Regions from separate parts of the Mus musculus genome. Here region 2 is linked to region 1. The links are chromatin contacts, called in public promoter capture Hi-C maps. All regions are on one chromosome and are shown on one strand. Each heading gives the region's core, a stretch centred on a gene start, on an enhancer-like site or on the middle of the called end of the contact. The rest is flanking DNA. Distances are from core to core; before and after follow the strand shown. Region 1 has its middle 12 kb from the start of Gm826. Region 2 holds the start of Plcg1 (phospholipase C, gamma 1).

Region 1 (3,962 bases), core at 1,212-3,711:
GACACACACACACACACACACACACACACACACACACACACACACACAGAGCAGTTTGCCGTCCATCTCTGAGTCCCTCCCCAGTCCCCCTGGCAGACTGTACAGAGAAGGGCCAAGTTCAGTGTACCAGCAAATTTCCCACTATGGGCAGCCAGAAGTCTGCTTTGCTGTGATTTGAGGCAGAGCATGCATCTGAGTCCCCTGGGTATAAATCCACTAGGCTGTCACTCACTAGCTGGGGGCCATTCCTGGTGACTATCAATCCTTAGCCTGTCATCAACACTGACAGTGTAGACTTAGGCAGTTGGAAGTGGGAGAATATATGAGGTCCAGGGAAGACAAAGAGGTCGTCCACATTGCCTACGTCTATCAGAGCCCAGAACACGGCACTACCATGGACTCTACCTGCATCTGTCCTGCCTTGTTTATAGCTATCTTCCCAGGGCCTCCCCTCATTCTTGCCACAGAGGAACATGTGGCTAACCAAATTGATATCCCACTTGGGGCAGTTCCCCCAGCCCATCAGTAGTCTGGGAACTCTACTCTTTTACTTCCAGCTGGGAAAAGATGGAAGAGGCAGAGAGTAGGGACACCTTTGCTCTCACCAGCGTTAGCCAGACATTCCAGGGGCCATCTTTCCCTGGAAGCGCCATACATAGATAATGAGAGCTGAATCAGTGTCAGAGGTCTGGATTCAAATCTCAGCTCCATCCACTACAGTATGGCCTTGGGCCAGTGGCACAACTTCAAATTTCAGATGAAAACATGATTAAAAGAAGCATGATCAGTACAATAGCTCCACTAGTGGAAGGAGTTAAAGGGACCTGATGGGTCGCAGACAGCTCTAACTGGCTAATATCACTCTGCAGGTCATTGGAAGCCATTGATCCATTTCCCAGTGCCGCTCAGCAAGCATAGATGCTCTTGACCCCATAATCAGCTTTCCCTCTATGATGTCAGGCAATGCCCTCCCATAGGATCTGGTTTTGAGACCCTACACAGGATCTTCAAAGTCTTTTTCCTTCCCTCTCCTGGAGGGAGTCTAATGTCCGAACTGAATGAGAACTCAACACCAAGACATTTGAGCCACACGGAACAGGATGTGCCTCACTAACCCCTTGGGACCCTTTGCTTCAGTGCAAACAGTTGGGGGCCGCATCAGTATTCTTGAGGTGATCACACCAGGAGGGGCTGGTCAACTCACTCTGTTTATCTGAGGTTCTGTGTCTGTCTGTAAAGTGGAATCAATGCAAGGACCTACCTCAAAAAGATACTGGTGTGATCAAATGAGATTATACATGAAAATGGTACAGTTCTTAAGCATTAGGTCACATTAGGAGGCAGCTAAGAGCTTGCTTCTGCCTTATTCGTGTGCTGATTCTTCCTGCGATCTTCTCAAGTCAGAAAGCTGTCAGATTTTAACTGAATCTGTATAAATAACTAAGAACAGATCAGGAGATCTGTGGCCCACCACACACTGCTCCAGAAGCATATTCGTCACCCAGCTGCCTCCCTCCACCTCCCTTGCCCCCTGGACACATATGCCCCCAGGACTGATAATAGGGTTCTCTCTGTGTCTCCGGGTCCTTAACTTAGCAACTAACGCAAGGACATAAACTGGATCCCTTTTGGTCGTGGCTGGCCTAAATCCAGGAAGACCGTTTGAGAGCCATTTATTCCGACTCTCCCTACATGGAGGAGCCTAGATGAGCACAATAGGAAGCCATCACTGGGCTCTCACCAGGCTGCAAGCTTCTCCAGTAGCTCACTAACTCACTACAGTATCAGGCCATCAATGGGTGAGTTTCAAGTGGGTCGGTCCAAGTGACTTGCCCAAGAGCCCATGGATACAGTCATAAAATTAGGATTTGAACCCTGGACTGTGAAACACCAAACCTCTTCCCTTTTTGCAAAGCTAATTGGAATGTTCGTAACAGAGGTGAAAAACTGAATGGGAAATAGGTTTGTTCATCCGGTTTTTTTTTTTTTTGAATGATCGTATGCCAACCTGATGCCAGAGATCTACCATGCATAAATTATCCATAGCAGTTTGACAAGAGTTTCCTTGAGATTTGGGGTCTGTGGTCCTTCTCCTTAAGCTGGAAACCTCAGATCACCAGAATACAGAAGTGAGGCTCCATTGCCATACGACCGACCTCCACGTTACAGCATAGAGCACTTGGAAGCATAAGCTGCCACTCAGAAACCCTAACCCCCCACTACCCTGAAACCACTTGAGGCCATGTGTGCTGCTTCAGATGATAATCCTGCAACCTCAGCCTTGAGCCACAACAGCCTGGATCCCAGACACGGGAGCAAAGAAGCGTCTTGAAGAGGATCCCCATTCCCAGAACTGTAGTCATCCCAGCTGAGCTGCTCAAATATTACAAAGCAGAAAGGAGCTGTCCCCTGGTGTCCTTCACTTGTCCCTGCCCTCAGAGTCTGTGAGCAAAGTGTAAGGGATGCTGTCTGACAACAGCAAGCTGTGGGAGGTGTGTTGGGCAGCGGCACCCACGTCACCAGGACACCTTCTTACGACACAGGCTCTTATTTCCCAATGCTTTGGACTTGACCGTGGAAATGCACATGGAGTCCAAAGTCAAAGCTCTCATGGACCATTGGAAAGTTCTCATTTGGCCCAGGTCATTGGCTGCAGAGTTGGTGAAGGCATGAACCATTGGCAGCCATTCGTCCTTCCTCAGGAGTTATTGTATTGCTGCTATATCTGTCTGTGCCTGTCCTAGTGCTAGGGACAGGGTGACAGGCAGGCTTTGCCCTTAGCATTTGGTCCTGCAGAACAGATGGACATCAGACCAAACATTTTAAGTGAAAAATGGAAACCCACACCTAAGGAGCAGCAAATTATACTCAGTACATGAGCAGGGTAGACCTAAGATGCTCTGAGTCTGTGTGCATCTGACATGGATGATAGCAGAGGCAGAAGACTGCCAGCAAAGAGAATAGCCTGGGAGAGGTTCAGTCAAGAGACCTGAGAGGTTTTCTAGGGCGTATCAGGTGGACAGTGTGACTAGAGAAAAGCCCCAGGGCAGGGGTGGGGCTGGAGGACCCTGGGAAGGAGCCGAGCATGTCCCACCATGTGACTTCCTCCAGCACAAAGTCCCAATCTGTGACCTGTGGACTTTTCTTCCCTCCTTCCCGAGAGCTGTGACCTGTGGGTCCCCTCTCGTTCCTGGAGCTCTTGGTGGCTTCCCCACTCTGATGCTCCCTTCTCTGTTTCTGGGCCACCACCCCTTGCCCAGTCATTACTATAACAGGACTTTCCCTTCTCACAAGACAGTAACACTTCCCAGATGCCTATACACTACTTGGATGGCCCCAGGATATTAAGTGAAAACCCAAGGTTATAATATGTTTGTGTTTGATCTTTTAAAAAAAAAAAAACCGAATTGCAATTGTCCTACTTAATTTTAAGCCATGTCCTTTTGGGAAGTCTCAAGCTTTAACATAAAGCACACCCACTGTTTTCTGAGGCTTGGCACTCCAAAGTTTTATGAAATTATTAATAATTTCAAACAGGCTATTTGAATTCTAACATAGCCTTCCACCTGCCCTTCAGAGACCTCCTCACTCTTTCTCTTATTGAGTTTAAGACCTGGGCCGTACTAGGTCATTTTTGTCCTAGAGTTCTGAGCCCCCCCATCTCATCGCTTCAAAGCTCCACATGAAACTGGGTAAAGTATGTCATGTCTGGGCCTCAGCCACCTTGGGTTAGATACTGAGCACTCTACCCTAAGGCTATGCTGTGTTTGGGGGATTCTGGAACTCCTCACTATGCTATAGCTGGCCCACACAGAAGGGAAGGCTGACCATGGGTAATAGAACAGCCTGTGCAGTCAAGCCAGGCCACATCTGACCACACCATATTGATGTACGTGCTGTGTGTGTGTGCACCTGTGCAAAAGAAAACAGACACAAAGACCCCCTCTACCAGCCTCAGTAGC
Region 2 (3,660 bases), core at 180-2,679, 390 kb after region 1:
CACAGACACTCAGCTTCCCACTTATTACATAGCCTGACTTCAAGTCACGGGGCTCTGAAACCTTGATTAGAAGATAATTAGGATCATGAGTTGTGCAAGCCAACCTCAAGTCCAGTTTCCGCCTACATCAGAGGCCTGTCACTAGGTGGCAGTCAGTCTATCTCAACTCCCCAGTCCCTCAGGACAAAGTTCCTCAGTGGTATACAGAATTCGGACGTTCTTGAGACCACCCTCAAGGGAAATAGCGCATCTGTCACTATTTGCCTGGCAAAGCGAAGGTGGCCCAGGTGGGTGGGTTGTCCAAACCCATACATCACAAATTCTAGTCTCAGGAATCCCAGGGGAGCTTTCCTGCAAGGGGATGTTGTGTGGGACTTCTCACCTCTGAAATGCAGATGCTGTCCAGAGCTGCAGGGTAGCTGTCCAACTAACTGTCTGCTCATCATTGGCCAGACGGCAGGATCAAGGGATGCCCTCGGGTTTACCCGTGCTGTTCAGAGAACGGCTTTTGGAAGATTGATTTTAAGTTATTTAACAGTCACAGACAGGTGTCATGTCTGGAGAATAGAGGCAAAGTCCGCGGTGAGGGATGAAGCAGGAGAGATAGGGGAAGGCAAGACAGGACTGCTGGGCCACGAAGCTGTGCTGATTTGAAGCACAGTGGGAATTCACGTACGCAATTTCAAAGGCTTTAGTGGTAAATTCTGAAGCTCAGATGCAGGCAAGACCCAAGAGGATAGTGTACACAGAGAGAAGAGGGGTCCTCAGGATCGTGCGTAGAGTGGAGAGAGCCCCAAAGGCAGGAGGGAAGAGCCTCAGTGGATTACTTAGGGATGAGGGAGAGAAGAAAAAAGGTTCTTGCAAGGTGTGGGGTCTTCCAAATTCAGGAGTTCACTGCCATATAGAGAAGGTGTAGCGGGTGAAAGGGGCCATGTGATGAGGATGGCAAGCAAGGCTGTGGCGCAGATGACGAGATGCCTGGGTCGGGAGGTCAGGGGAGACCCAGGATTGGGGTCACCTGTGTCTGCGCAGAGGGGAAGCCACCCTGCAACTGGCCCAGCACTGAGTCCAGAGGAAAATGAGGCAGAGGACAAACCAGAGCTTCGGAGACTAAGTGCAGGTAGGGCGCGGGCGGAGCGTGAGGAGGGCAGCGGACCACGCGAGAGGCCTCGAAGGCCACCGGACCCGCGTCCGAGAGTCTGAGGGCCCTGCCCACACCTGCGTGGCCCCCTCCCCAGAGGCCACACTCCAAGGCCACCCTAGAACCCGTCTGTCTGCTCAAGCCCTTGCAAAAGACGTCTGCGCAGAGGGGGCGTGGCAGGCGTGCTGTCACTCACGGCCTGTTAGCCAATCCACGAGTGCGCCCCTCCCCGGAGAGGGTGCGCGGAGGGCCCGCCCCCGCCGCCACCGCGGGTGTGAGGAGGCCAGGCTGGCGCGGCTCCCTCCGCCCGGCAGCCTTGCCAGGTAACCGGGTTCGGCGGGAGGGCTGGGGGTCGCGCAGCCCCCTCGCTCCCTGGGAGGCGTGCACACTGCCGCGGCGGGTCCCGTGTGGGCCGGAGGCCCGTGCGCGCGTCGGACCGACGGGCCGCAGCCTGTGGGCGGGGTTGCGTGCGTGACGGGCGGCCGTGCCCCGCGTTGTGTCAGGCCTGCGCGGGGAAAGCTCGGCCGAACCGAGGTGTCCAGGTCCGCCCGCTGCGGCCTGCCCCGGGTTGCGGGGCGCAGGCGCGGCGGTGGGCGGGGGTCGTCCCCAGGAGCGTCTTTGTTCCCGGCGCGCTGAGGGCGGAGCCTCACCCCGCCCCGCCCCCGCGCTCAGTCCCCGCCCCGCGTCCGCCCGCAGGAGCTGCCACCGGGTCCCGCTCGCCTCCCCGGCCGCCGCCACCGCCTCCGCCTCCGCCGCTCCGGGCCCGCCGGCTTGCGTCGCCGAGGTCGCTGCAGCATGGCGGGCGTCGCGACCCCCTGCGCCAACGGCTGCGGGCCTGGCGCACCCTCCGAAGCCGAGGTGCTGCACCTCTGCCGCAGCCTCGAGGTGGGCACCGTCATGACTTTGTTCTACTCCAAGAAGTCGCAGCGGCCAGAACGGAAGACCTTCCAGGTCAAGTTGGAGACGCGCCAGATCACATGGAGCCGCGGCGCGGACAAAATCGAGGGGTCCAGTAAGTGCGCCCCACTCCGGCCTGCCTCGCGCCTGCCCGCCTCCCAAACACTTGGGCAAACTTTCGGGCCTCGCGCCTGGCGCCCCGTCTCCGCCCAGTCCCTGGTGGTCACTCTGGGGCGGGTGGAGGGGGGCATCCGGGTCTTGGATCACCTGATAGGACACCCCCTCCCCCAGTAGGGGGGGAGTGTTCCAGGCACTTTGCCCTGAGGCCTAAGAGTCCTCACTGGTTGGACAAGTGGAGTGGGATTCCGGCCCTTAGCATCGGGCGGCTGTCAGTGGCTGTGAGGGGAAGCCAAGACAGGGACCCCCTCATCCAACCTGAGAACCTGGGGAACCGACAAGATCTTCCTGCCCACTGCCATTTCTCCAGAGTGTGCTGTCTGTGAAAACTCCTAAGAGCTCCGGGATGGGCTTATTGGCGCAAGAACCTTTGGAATCCTCATGTAGAACTTAGGCAGATGTTGGGGTAGGGCTGGTTGTGGAGCAGAGCGGGCCTACTCATCTCCCTCTTCTTTGGGAGGATGGGGTATGAAAGCTAAAACCGTGACTGCTTCCCCCTCCCCATGTCCCGTGGATGGTTTTTTTTTTTTTTTTTTTTTTTGCCCCAGATCTGAATTTTGGAGGTCCATGGTGCTAGGCAGCCATCCAAAGCTAGAGCCAGGGCTCCTTTGCCCTTGCAGCATATAACAAGGAGCTTGCATTCAGAAAGGTTCCCTGGCCTTGGGTTTTGAGGTCCAGCCCTTTGTGTTGGATGTTCTCGTGACCACAGGGTAGCCCAGAGTTGCTCCTCTGGTTTCCTGTCGTAGCCTTCCCAGACCTGAGTGTGGTGGGTTTACACACAAGTCTCTGGTGGGAGAAGTAAGTCAGGAGTTTTGAGAAACCTCGGCTCTTTCTGATAGTCATTTTCCTCGGTGTGAGGCAGGATGAGGAGTCTTTGCAACTCCAGGCTTTGAGATGTTTCTTACAAGAACCCCCAAAGAGTCTATGGTTGAAGGGACCTAGCCTAAGAGCCAGGTCTGTGTTAGAGAAGGGGGGGTGGTGTCAGGAAGTAACAACGGAGAGAAGGTCCCACAGATCTTCCTGGGGATGGTGTACATGTGTGTCGATGGGTGAGGAGATGAGGAGGAAGGAAGGTTTCTGTGGTAAGACAGCCATCCTCAACTACAAACTTCAGGTCTGACAGAATTGGCCCTTAACCATCACCAGTGCCCATCAGCCCTGGCCTCCGCTGGAAGAACATTTCAGTGATTTTCAGTGTTGGGGGATGGAACTGCAGACAGTTCCGGTAGTCCTGAGACATCACTCAGACATCAGGTTGCAGGCATGGCATTTTACGTTTGTAGTATTTCCTGTGTTTAAGTGGTGGCATTAGTTCCCCGGTAGCTAGCTCTTGGTAACAGCTGCACTGTAAACCGTGTGTGTAGCCCAGTAGTGGAAGATAGCTATGGTATTTGAAGCCAGTGTGTTAGCTGTACGTCACCCAGCCAGGTGCTTTCCCTCTCGGA

What was found. Promoter capture Hi-C pulls out the DNA fragments that hold promoters and counts their contacts.
Region 2: a contact with region 1 is called in a promoter capture Hi-C map of liver, with 2.6 times the contacts expected there. The contact joins the promoter of Plcg1 here to the enhancer-like site in region 1. A contact is called at or near these places in 4 of 39 promoter capture datasets (cranial neural crest, hippocampal neurons, liver and 1 more).

What each region holds. Positions count from the first base shown.
Region 1 is chr2:160,337,235-160,341,196 of GRCm38.p6, forward strand. It overlaps Gm46773 and a transcript of Gm826 not described here. Among named protein-coding and RNA genes, the nearest start is that of Gm826, 12 kb to the left of the region's middle. Within about 2 kb of position 2,462, at least 5 of the 459 cell types and tissues checked have an H3K27ac peak or open chromatin away from gene starts, as enhancers often do. A contact at or near this core is called in liver, where this site is marked.
Region 2 is chr2:160,729,881-160,733,540 of GRCm38.p6, forward strand. Plcg1 (phospholipase C, gamma 1) reads left to right here and starts at 1,430. Exons shown (of 34, transcript NM_021280.3): 1 at 1,430-1,464; 2 at 1,838-2,153. The coding sequence starts at 1,937. It overlaps Gm52567 (a long non-coding RNA gene), which reads right to left and starts at 867. Exons shown (of 2, transcript XR_003954082.1): 1 at 1-867.